Linked DNA regions of Rattus norvegicus: region 2 is linked to region 1. The links are chromatin contacts, called in public Hi-C maps. All regions are on one chromosome and are shown on one strand. The core of a region is the stretch at or near the end of the contact, and the rest is flanking DNA. Distances in the headings are between cores, read along the strand shown.

Evidence for each region. A called contact is a pair of places that touch in the nucleus more often than the background predicts.
Region 2: a Hi-C map of the A7r5 cell line shows a contact between it and region 1, with 3 times the contacts expected there. The contact joins two enhancer-like sites. A contact is called at or near these places in 9 of 12 Hi-C or Micro-C datasets (the A7r5 cell line, Schwann cells, frontal cortex and 5 more).

What each region holds. Positions count from the first base shown.
Region 1 is chr13:82,349,897-82,356,139 of GRCr8, reverse strand. No RefSeq gene overlaps it. Among named protein-coding and RNA genes, the nearest start is that of Lmx1a, 15 kb to the left of the region's middle. Within about 2 kb of position 4,284, at least 5 of the 93 cell types and tissues checked have an H3K27ac peak or open chromatin away from gene starts, as enhancers often do. A contact at or near this core is called in the A7r5 cell line, where this site is marked.
Region 2 is chr13:82,455,388-82,461,282 of GRCr8, reverse strand. The region is part of intron 2 of Lmx1a (LIM homeobox transcription factor 1 alpha); the gene reads right to left. Among named protein-coding and RNA genes, the nearest start is that of Lmx1a, 90 kb to the right of the region's middle. Within about 2 kb of position 2,327, at least 4 of the 93 cell types and tissues checked have an H3K27ac peak or open chromatin away from gene starts, as enhancers often do. A contact at or near this core is called in the A7r5 cell line, where this site is marked.

The sequences.
Region 1 (6,243 bases), core at 3,035-5,534:
CTTCAACCCCACAAAGGAATCGGGGAGAGCAATTTGACGTGGGGCAGATATGAGCTGCCGAAGTTCATGCCCAGGGATGTACTTCCTCCAGCTAGGCTCTACTTACCAAAGGGAGTAGTAGCTCATTACTCATTGAGAATGCCACACTGAGCAGTTGAGGCATTCTGGCATCGTGGTCAGACTGAGTTCTATGGCTGAGATGGTGACACAACAGGACAGTAAGGATGATGGGCTATGGAGTGGGAATGGCTGCGGGCTGGTCTTTGACATTTGCAATGGCTTGGGGGAAGTCCCTTCTTTTTTGGGAACTTCTATGTCCCCGTTTAATGAGTGAAGATTTAGCGTGTATGTTGTATGCATGTATATACATGTGTGTATACACCCATACATATGGAAGGACTAACAGTGCCTGGTCAGCACCGATTGTTCTTCACTCGATGCTGCCATCTCAGTATTCCAGATGGTGAGCTCCCGAGAGACAGTTTTGTCGAAATCTGAAGCTCTGGCGCTGAGCACATGTGCATGTGTGCCTTGGATTAAAGTGAGCGAGAGCCGCCATTGGCGTTAAAGTTCACGTGGACTGCCGCTGTCTGTCCCAGGATGTTATGGTTTCTATATATGGTCCAGGGAGTGGCACTATTAGGTATGACCCTGTTGCAGTAGGTGCGTCACTTTTGGTGTGGACTTTAAGACCCTCACTCTAGCTACCTGGAAGTCAGTCTTCCACTAGCAGCCTTCAGATGAAGAGGTAGAACTCTCAGCTCCTCCTGTGCCATGCCTGCCTGGATGCTGCCATGTTCCCACCTTGATGATAATGGACTGAACCTCTGAACCTGTAAGCCAGTCCCAATTACATGTTGTCCTTATAAGAGTTGCCTTGGTCATGGTGTCTGTTCACAGCAGTAAAACCATAGATAAGACACAGGCACAACTTTATAGTTAATTCCCTCCTCCTTTAATCCCATGTATGCTGTAGAACTCCTTAAAGTGCAGGTGTCCTCCATGAAGCCTTCACTGTGGAGCTCTACCATATCCTACATTTGACACTCGTGTGTGAACTTTGCACTACACAGAGAGACCTAGGAAGAACCCGAAGAAGACAGAGCACACAGAGTGACTGCACAGGATCAACACAGTGGGATCCAGGAAGAGGTGTGATCTGTAATCATCTAGGACACCTTGGCTGCTATACAATACATATATGATCAAATCAGGCAGCGATCTGAGGTACTAGTAAAGAATGTTGTATAGCTGATGTGTCCTGGTATAGGGATAGCAGTTAGAACAGTTGGGTCTGGGCTGTTCCCCTGTAGTTCATGTTCCCTAGCCTGCAGCACTATTAGGAGACAGTGGAATCCTAAAGAGGTGGGGCCTGGAGGACCAGGAGATAGGTCAGGTGGTGAAATGCTTGAGGACTGAGTTCAATCCTCAGGACCCAATAAAAAAGCAGAGCCCAGTGGTGTTCACTTGCAATCCCAGTACCGAGGACACAGAGACAGGCAGATCCATGCCAGGAAACCTCGCCTACTTAGTGAGTGCCAGGCCAATGAGAATCCCTGTCTCAAAAAAGGTGGGCCTGGTACCTGAGGAATGACATTTGAGGTTGACCTCTGGCCTTCACAGGTACAGATCTACGCACATACAAACACACATATACACACGTGTGAGAGCATATACACACTCATGCAAATACACATACACAATACATGCAAGAACACACACACACACACAGAGAGAGAGAGAGAGAGAGAGAGAGAGAGAGAGAGAGAGAGAGAGACTTAGTAAGAGGCCTTAAGGTTTTTAGTTGGGTTCCTGAAAGATATTAGGAAAATCCAGCCCTTCCCTCTTCTCCCTTTTATTTCTCTCTTTTCGTAGTCACGAAGCATGTTGGGGTTTGTTCTGCTCACGCTACCGTGATGCACTGTCTTATCAGAGGGCTGAAGGCAACAGGGTGACTGACCGTGTACAGGAATAGAAAGGCTGAGTCAAAACATGTATTCTCCTTCACACATGTATGATGTCATGTGTCATGAAGATAAGAATCCAGCTGTCCCCAGCTAGGAACAGCCACCTGGGCTGGCAATGCCCAGGACACAGCCAACAGGTCTAAATGGCTCTACACAGAGACAGGAGACAGCCCTGCCAGGAAACCCCAGCTTCTTCTGGATGCTTCCAAAAAGCGGGGGGTCTGCACATGCACCAGCACAGCCAGTACGTTATGCTGCAGTGGGGAGACGGCTGTGTCGCTGATAAACTGTCCAACAGTTTATTTAACTCATCTCGCTTAGTTTCCAGACAGGATCTGTGGTGGTGTGTAGACATTATCAATATTGAAGTAGATTCTTAAAATTAAAATTATGTACTAGAGACAGAAAGGTGAACCATCATCGCCCCAAGATCTTAACCTGGAGCTGACATTTGAATAAAGGATAGACTGCTAAATGTCACTCTGTGGGACAAGGTGAAACAGGAATGTGGAAAGAACATCCTACAAAACGGTCACGATTGCTTCCCACGGTGTGTGCATTCCTGTCTAGGTGGCTTTGAGGGACCCTCTATAACAAGAGAATGGAAATACATGACTCAGAATAGCGGGTGCCTGCTTCGAATAGCTTACTTTATCCACGGTATCTCACCTCTTCTGCAAAGGCAGAGCAAAGAGTGTTAACAGGGCAAGCATCATCCAGTTAGTGTCAAAACCAAGGACAGGGCAAGCAGGTAGCACGGGTATGAGTTGGTTTTTCCCGGGCAAGAACCAGGTGATGTAACTGTAACACAGTTCTAAGTATGCAGTTGGCAACTGTTACATGTGAGCATTAGTGTGAACTGTATACTGTAACTGAGAGTCAAATATGTGTCTCTGAGCTTCCCCGTAACCAGGGGGAAAAGGGCAATGAGTAGATTGCCCTACATTCCCTAGGGCATGGGTTTGTGGGTGTTGAAGTTGTTACTGTACTTGCTTGAGAGAGAAAGACACAAAGGAAGAGCAAGCTCTGTCTTCATGGTTTTATGCTGTTGTTCAGTTCCAACTGGGCAGAAATGAATCTCATTGAAATTTCCCTCTGGTCCTCAGCAGACCTTGTACAAAATGCGTAGTTGACTCATAAACATATTAATAATAAGATTTTAAAAAACAGAGATCCTAATGGGTATGTGTTTGGAGAGTAGATTGCCTGTCTAAACATAGAGCTGGACATAGTGACCCATGCTTTCAATCACAGAAGGCACGAGGTGGCGGTAGATGGATCAGAAGTCTAAGATCATCCTTGGGTACACAGTGAGTTCCAGACCAGCCTGGAATACGTGAGACTCTATTTTTAATTTTTTTAAAAATTCCTTGCAACATTTGAAATATGATTCCATTTCCTCTTTTTTTTATCCCATAAATAATTTATGCACAACCTTCAAACCTTGATTTACAAAGGGGAAGAGGCTGTCAGTGGGATGGGCGATGGTGAAGGCATTCCAAGCAGATGGCATAGCTGAGCTAAGACACCAAGGGCAGGAAGCCAAGGAGAGCTGTACGGCCTACAGGAATGCACAGCGCGGGGTGGCCAGCCTCTGAGTTTCTTCCTCTGCAAACAGCAGGAAGCCTGCGAAAGCTTTGGACCAGGAGGGCTACATAATCAGGAATAGGGGTCTATGATCTCTATGTCTGGTATCTGTGAGGCTGACTTCAAAAGTAGACAAAAACTGGAATAAATAAGACATGCAACGCCCAGACCATAGCAGAGACAACAGAAACTGGTATTGAAATGAGCCGAATGTAGGAGCTCTCAGAAATCAAATCGACCAGTTCTCAGCCTCTGTTCAGCTATGACGTGAGGCTGAGGGGTGGGGGCGAGGCAGAAATAGGAGCTTCCGGAGCAGCAGGGGAAGAGTGCAGCAAGGAGCTTGGTGGCCTTCCCGAGTGTTTGCACATCTATTATCTCATTGATTTCACATGTGAGCAGAGGGAGACCCACCCTGGATGTCAGCAGAAAACTGCTCGGGTCCATCACTGCCAACTTCGGCAGTGAGCGCGCGCCCGCCCACTTGCAGGTGTCTTGCCCACTGCTCTTTGCTACTGGCTGCCCCAGGCCTCCCTCATCAGGTTGCGGCCACCTGATCTTTCCTCTAGGCTAGCAGGGCTAAAGGCAGGATTGGGTGGACACTTGGTCTGGAGCACTGCTGGCCAGCATGAGAAATGGGTGTGGCCTGAAGTTGACTGAAATCTCTCACATCTGGGCAGGGTGATGGGACCTCAGCCATCGGAGGACTTTAGCATTCCATCTTCCCACTGACTCATTCCCAGGCTGAGTCTGCTCCCCTGAGCCACAGGGCAGATGCTATTTCTCACCTCCTTACACCGCAGCAGGGCGTTCGTGAGTGCACTGGCCGGCTTTTCTGAGTATGCTTTGGATTCTATCCCACAGCAGGAAGCTCTAGTCACGGGCCCTAGCACATAGCTAGTCCTGCCTTCCCTTTCACGGACCAGGGGCTCTGTGGGCTCTCTGGGCAGGATCGTGAGGCTGTAGTGGAGATTGTGGTTCTGCATTTCCCAAGGCAAGCCTGGAATTCCATACATGAATCTCTATCCTCATCTCCCTTCTCCCGCTTCCACTGAACGCTGGGCACTCAGGGTTCAGCCTCCACCAGTCAGCGTCCCCTGCCACTCCCTCAACACAACCCATTGTTTGGGTACAGGCAGAGTCTTTCCCCATTTTTTTTCAGTACCCAATGGAAGAACTGCCTCTTTTGCCCTCAAATGGATCGTCCACACAACACCTCTGATGTTCCTGCTCTCTTTCCAGGCTGTTCAGTGAATCTCTCTCACAGTATGGCCAGCTGATTTCACATCTTTCACTGGAGAACACATCTGTGTCTGGGATTTCTGTTTCCTTGAAGTCTGCAGAGCGGACAGGAAAAGGTAAAGTGATGTTCAAAATGTGGGAAGCTTACCGCCAGTTGCTTCCCTGCCTAGTCCAGGGAACATCACCCAGGCCCTGAGAAACCTTAGAGAGCTTACGTGTGCATCCGAGAAAACACAAACACGCACCCTTCACTCCTGTCTCTGTTATCCAGGCGATAGCAGTCTCCTATACATCAAAGAACAAAATACCATAAAACGCAATTAAACCCTTCACATTTCCCATCTGCATAGCTTCTCCACTCATATCTGCCACTTGTGGGTTTAACAGTCCAGGGAGCAAATAACACCATGCACTTAAGAGAAATTGTAACAAAGGTATGTGTATTATTGAGTTCCCGGTAATCGTGTAAAAAAAAAAAAAAAAAAAAAAACTCGTATTTTTCTTACCCCGGTCCTGAATGCAGCGCAGACGGTGATGGTGTCTTCGCCGCTGCAGGATTGGCGGCCCTGATTAGTGAGGAGAAGTTGGCAGCACAGTGAGCTACAAATGTCTTAACACAACTTAACATGAGAACGAGGTTCTCTGAGCACCAAGGGAAAAGGTAAACCTCAGAGCAGAGCTCGGCCCCCAACAGGCACCCCAAAATAGCCATCAGGGAACAGATAGCCCTGTCTACCCCACCTTGGGGACCCATGGAGCCCGTTCCTGGGGGCACACACGGGCAGCTCCTCGGATGTGGTGAGGGAGTGCAGACACTGCCTGATGGTTGCAGGTTGCCACAGCACAACCCATTGGCTTACCTGTGAAAGGGTGGTCCTTCACCAGAAGTCCAAGGGCTACGGCCCCTTGCCCAGACCAGCCTATTGCCTGCCTTCATGTCCTGCCAACTGAGAATGGAATTATCTTGTCAAATGACTTTCAAACGTCAAAAAGAAGGTAATAGTATTTTTCGGTGTGTGAAAATTATCTAACATTTGAAACAGCATCCGCCATGGAGTTTTAGTGAAACACGATCATAGTCTTTTAGTTAATTGTTTTTAATTGTTGTCTGTCCTAAAATATCTACTCTCTGGTCCTTTGTGTGTGTGTGTGTGTGTGTGTGTGTGTGTGTGTGTGTGTGTGTGTGTGTGTGTAAGGGAGTGTGCACGTAGATACAATCACACATTCTGTGCACATAGAAGCCAGATGCTGACACTGAATTCTTCCTCTATCGCTCTCCACTATGTTTTTTGAGTCACGGTCGCTCACTGAACCTGGAGTTCACCGTTACAGCTAGGCTGGTGGACGTTCCCTAGGTACCTCGCCCCTGCTGGAGTTACAGATACGAACCATCACGTCTGGCTTTTACATAGGGATCTGAACTCTGGCCTGTATCCTTGCACAGAATCGG
Region 2 (5,895 bases), core at 1,078-3,577, 110 kb before region 1:
AACAGGCAGAGCACACCAGTGAACAGCACCTTCCCATCCTTTCTGCATCAGCTCGAGACTCCAGGATCCTGTCTTGTTTGAGTTCCAGTCCTGTGTTTCATCACAGCGATAGAAACCCCAACTATGACAAGGCCCTAAACGAATGGCTACAGGTAAATATCTTTGGGATGTGTACAGAGAAACACGAGAGAAGTGCACACACAATCGATTGAGGCTACTAGTCACAGAAGCCTTTGTCTTCTCCCCTCTCCCCTACTCTTGCTGTCTTAACCCCATCCTTTTCCAGACAGGGAAGTACAGATTGGCTGTAACTTCACTCCATGCCCTGCTTACATCTTCTTGTATGGCCAAAAGCTACAAGAGGCACAACCGTGAGTCTTGTTGAAAGTCTACTGCACAGACTCTACCGCGTCATAATGACTTGGCTTAATCATCACTGGTTCTTACAGCCTTGGCTTACACATAGGCTAGAAGCATAGTGCCAGCATCTCTCAGTAAGTAAAGACTGAATGAGAACACAAACATGGATGTTTTATTGCCTCTAAGACACAAGTGATTCCTCGCCATTTTTATTGGCCTTTCATATCTGTAGGTTTTTCCTTCTTTCCCCAAAGGTGGGTTTCCATGTGTAAGGACTTTATGAGTCCCACCCTAAGATGGCCCTTCTTCCAGTGTGAGCTCTGCCACTGACTCCTGGCTCTGACTTCATCTCTGGTTCTGGCGTGCCAGGCAGAGCATGATCCTCAGACCCAGTTAAGTCCCTATCATTGGCTGAGTTCATCCACAGGCAGCATTATTTCCTGTTGCTGACTTCATCTCTGTTCTGTGTGCTTGGAACCACAGCAGAAAGCAAAGGGGGAAAGAGCATCTTACCCAAGAGAAAGAGCCAGATAGATCTGAGCTCAGAATTTTGCCTTTACCACCTGGCTCAAAGAAGCCACTCCCTGTCCCTGTATCTTGAGTTTCTTGTCTTTCATTTCTTAATAGTATATTCTGCCTAAACACCGCATGATGCCAAGACTTAAAGGTCAGAGAGAAATGGGAGAGTTGGTCTTCATCTGCTGTGTCTTCTCATAGCATGGTTCTCAGCCAGAGAAGTCTGAGATTTCTGTATCTAAACCCTAGTGTCCAGACAATGTTTGCACAGTACTTAGCCAGGGTAACCCTTTAAACAATTTATTTTACACAGTATCATTTACACACTTGCACACACAGACACACACACACACACACACACACACAGAGAGACACACACGGCAGTTTAATCAAAAATGCATACCCTAGATAAGTATCTTCTAGACTTCATGCCTTATGCAATCTATTTATTTAAAAAAAGCTAAGACTGTATGTATCATAAAGTCTAGAAAAGATGTCTTCTAGAAGATAATATTTTACTCTTGACCCATGTTTGAAATCTGAGGCCGATAGTCTCTTAATTCATTCTCACTTCTGTCTTGTGTTGGGAGGCCTTGTAACTATGGAGACCAAAACATCTCAAACACAGCTCTAAAGGTGCGACACCGAAGCACTACTAAGGAACAAATCAGAAGCATCCGTAAAAAAGCAAAGAGCTTCAGAAGCAACGCTTTACTCTAGCACCGCGAGAATTACAGTGGCAAAGTGGTGGCCCGCCAAGGTGTTAGATGATATGTGAATATCACATCACAGCACCTGCTGTGTGGTCTAAGGAAAAACCACTCTGCACTCTGACCAGATGCTTCATTGTTGGAACCTACATTAATCCCCCAAACAGTATGACTAAAAAAGCATAGAGCTTAGGGAGGACAGAGAAGTGGGGTAGTGAATCTTTATCAGACACTCAGTGTCATGAACTGTGCTGTTTGTGTGGTTTGTCGTTTCATTATATTTGAATAGAAGTATGAGGTACTTCACGGATTCATAGAGAGCACCATACTCCAGCTAGACGTGACTCGTGCTATCTCAGCTCCACAGGAAAGAGTCCTGGGGATGCACAATACATAGGTCTCTTTACTTCCACCACACATGTTCTCAAAAAGGTAACAGAACCTATCAGATTAAACCCAAGACCAGGTCTCTGCTCTGCCTCTTACTAATTCTGTGCCTTCAATCAAAACACAGAAGCCCTCACTTTACTCATCTGCAAAATGGGAGTGATAAACAGACCCCCACCACCACCACACACCCCACAGAGTCTGTGCAAAGTAATGAATCAGTTCTTGACATATGATAACTCCTCAATAAAATATTTTTCCAGTGGTGACAATGATGTCTATGATGCATAAAGGGGGTGAAAATGAAATACGAAGCAAGAATATTTGTAAGATGACGAATCACAATGACACAGGCTTGAAGAATGAGCAGAGAGCAGCTTGGGGGATGTGGTTGGAGCTGCAAGTTGAGGACTAAGGCTTTGAACAAAGTAGGGACTTTGTAAAAATCGGACTGTCAGCTTACCGCTCCAGGCATTGTATGAGAGAGTGAAGAGAACCTGCCAGGTATGAGACCTTGCCTAGGCTCCGAGAGAGTTTCCCTGCAGCCAACCACACAGGCCTCACTGGGTTTACTGAGAGAGTGATTTTAGATACAAACCCGATATGAATAAGGGATGTGCAGATAGCTACTAAATCATTACTTCTGAGTGTCCCTGTGGGGATGGATCTGGAGAGAGTGGAGTTTAACGGACAGGTTGAATGAAAAACAGTCACACTCATCTAGGCGCCTAAGTACCACCTAATTCGTTCTCAGATTTCTGACTTGGGAACATGTGCAGCCCCAGCCACACTCAGTTCTTAGGACTTCAGCTTTGGACTGTTGTGATACATTGGTTCTCTGGTTTTTTTAGAGGGCACACTTCGCCTCTACAATCACATGATCCAATTCTCCTAATAAATCTCCTCTTGTGTATGTGTGAGTCTCTTGCTTTCTCTTTTGCTCTGGGGGTGCCTGAGTAGCACGTCCCCCTAGTAGTTCTATCATAGTTGACTAAAACCTCACTGGAGTGAGGGGCACTGCCAGTTCAGTTTGTTTCTTAGTATCAGTTCATCTGGCACGTTCGGCCATGAGCCCTTAGGTTGTTCTCCAATGACCTGCATCCCTGCCTTATCTTACACTAGCCACACTAGATGTCCTCTTGTCCCAATTGACACCCTCCATGCTGACAACACAACTTCTCACATACCGGAATCACAGAGCATGACAGCCTTGTGCAAACTCACAAGCTACTGCAGACCTGACCAAACTGAGAATAGAAAGCGAACTCCCAAGACAGTGCTCCAGATGACTCCTAACCAGAAGTATGTTTGGAAAGAACAAGATCTTCGTCAGCCTTGGTGCAGAGTCCTGAAGGCAGATTCACAAAGCATCTGGACCACAGACAAACAGAAGAACGGAAGTCTAGATAAACATAAGAGATATTAATTCCAACTGAGCCTCCTCCATTTTACCAATAACAAGTCAAACCTTGGAAACTACACTATAACAGGTTACACTGCCTTTCCACAGTGCTACTGGGCCTGAGTTAATGAGGTTTGTGGATCCTTCAGTTTAGGGAGGGGAAGTCGGAGTAGGAGAGAGACAGTCTACTTTGGTTCTTTAATGAGACAGGAATCAGCTGTTTCCACCCTCTCCACCAGGGGGCAGCATAGCAACATTCATCAAGTACCATGTTGACTTGGTAACTGAGGTCATCCAGGCAGAGATGAGGATTGGCCATAAGCCAAAACTGTCTGCTGGAAAATCTGCTGCTGGGAGCCTGGGAGAGCATGTGGCTAAACTGAGGGAGTGATGGTGAAAGAAGAGTATTCAAAAGTATTGGGAACCAAAAGCATGGCTTGTGGCCTTAGAAGAAGTGACACGAGCAACCTTGTCAGCTGGCTCAAGGTCTCTGTCCTTGAGGCTGAGCCAATAGCACCACAATAAGCAATGGAGCACGTGGTCCTGAGGCGGTGGGAAAGTCTGCAGAGACAATAGACTCGGCAAGATCATCTACAGGAGACAGTCTTAAGACTCCACAGTGGTGAAAAAATGGAGAACAATAAGTGGCTGGCAGAGCCAATCAGAGTTTCTGTCTCCTGGTGGCTCCTGGGGAACTGCGCAGAGAAACATACAATGGGATGAGTGAATAAGAGGGAGGACTGTTAACGACAATGTCTGCAACCCAGAAGCGCCATGAGACCTTACTAAGAAATAGGTGTGCTCTTTGCATCTCAAAAGACTGTTGGCAATGAGTAGATTTACCTTGAAATTGTAGACCACGCATGTCTTTCTTGTTCTCAAAAAAACTGTGTTCCAGTCAGCCGAACATTATAAAAGGGGGGAAAAATCCACAGCTTTAAGACTTATAGACATGTATGCAAAGCTTGTTTCTCGTTTTACAGATATGAGTAAGTTTCAGGCTCTCTCGAATCCCCAGTTTCTGTTTTTTAAAAAAAATGAGATCATGTTAGGTCATGTGACCTATTTTGGAGATTTATTGAGATAATTCATCTGAAGAATCTGACACTTATTAGCTGCTGTCCATAAGCTATAGTTATTAGCTCCCTTTATTGAAATCAATGTAATGTATCTCCCCATGTAAATATTTGTCTAAGGTAATATATTTCAAGATGGTCGTTGAGGTAGAAATAGAGCCACACATATTATCTCAAGACTATATTCATTATCACTGTAACAAATTAAATTAAACTTCAGCGAGCTTTCATGTTATTGGAAAAGGGACCAACAAACAAATATGAAAGGCCCAGCCCTTGAGAGGAAACGGGGTGAATTTCATTCAGGCTACTATGGCTGTGATAGCTCACAGCAAATATTGATAGTAGCCAGCCCTTGTTTTGTAGTGCCCACATTCATTGCCTATGACCTAGCATATGTTCAGGAAGTCATCAGCTCTATGGCTGGCCCACCAGAGCCACTGGTTGCTATTTGGTTAATACTGAGATTATCTAGCAAATATTTGGAACAGACCTTTGTTCTGCACGTCACTTCAGATGTCAGTTGACTGCTTCTTTTTAGACCATTGGTCTTTGTTTGGACCTGCATCCAGACACCCATGGCCCTACCATACTCTCCTAATCCCCTCCCCCACCGAGAGATCAGTCATCCTCTTCATAAAGGGAAAGAAACCACGATCCAGAAGGAGCAGTGAGCTCGACCACAAGGAAATCTAAGATTTTTGAAAGGACCAGCCAGAGCGTGTGGCTCAGTGGTCAGGAATGAACACGACTACATCGCCGTAGGCTGGCAAAGGTAGAAAGGTTCCCCCTAGTCTCCTAAAATGAACGGAGGGTGTCTAAGAAACTAAATAAGCAGACAGAGGGCAGGACAGTGGACCTCTCTTTCCTTCCTTCCCTCCCTCTTTTCTTCCTTGCCAAAGCTGTCTATGAAACCAGGCTTTAGAGCAAAACAGTGCGGTGAAAATGTGGGTTCCAATAACTCAAGCCAAGGTGGCAGGACTTACATTATAGACTTTCCATACTGTCACAGAGGCATGGTAGAACAGCAAGAAACATAAAACAGGCATATGGAAAGGATACGTTTTCTTATGGGGGAATGAAGGTTTGGTTTCCTTTGAAAACGCCAGTTTTCCTTTCTCTTTATCCTCATTAGCCTCTTGGGCTGCTCTTAAGCACACCCACCAAACAACAGAGGGTGGAGGAAGAGGTATTTTTAGCTGATATTCTGGGCACAGATTCCCATTCTTCCACAAGTTTTGGCTTAGCAACGTGGCATGAGGCCAGTGCAATGTATATTCTTTAAAATAGTATATGTTTCCTGGGTGCACTCTATCCCCCTCCCCCCCCCTCTCTCTCTCTCTCTCGTGTGTGTGTGTGTGTGTGTGTGTGTATGTGTGTGTGTGTGTGTTGTGTGTATGAGGGATGCATTAGGAAGGACAGGGTATTATTAATGATGCTTTGA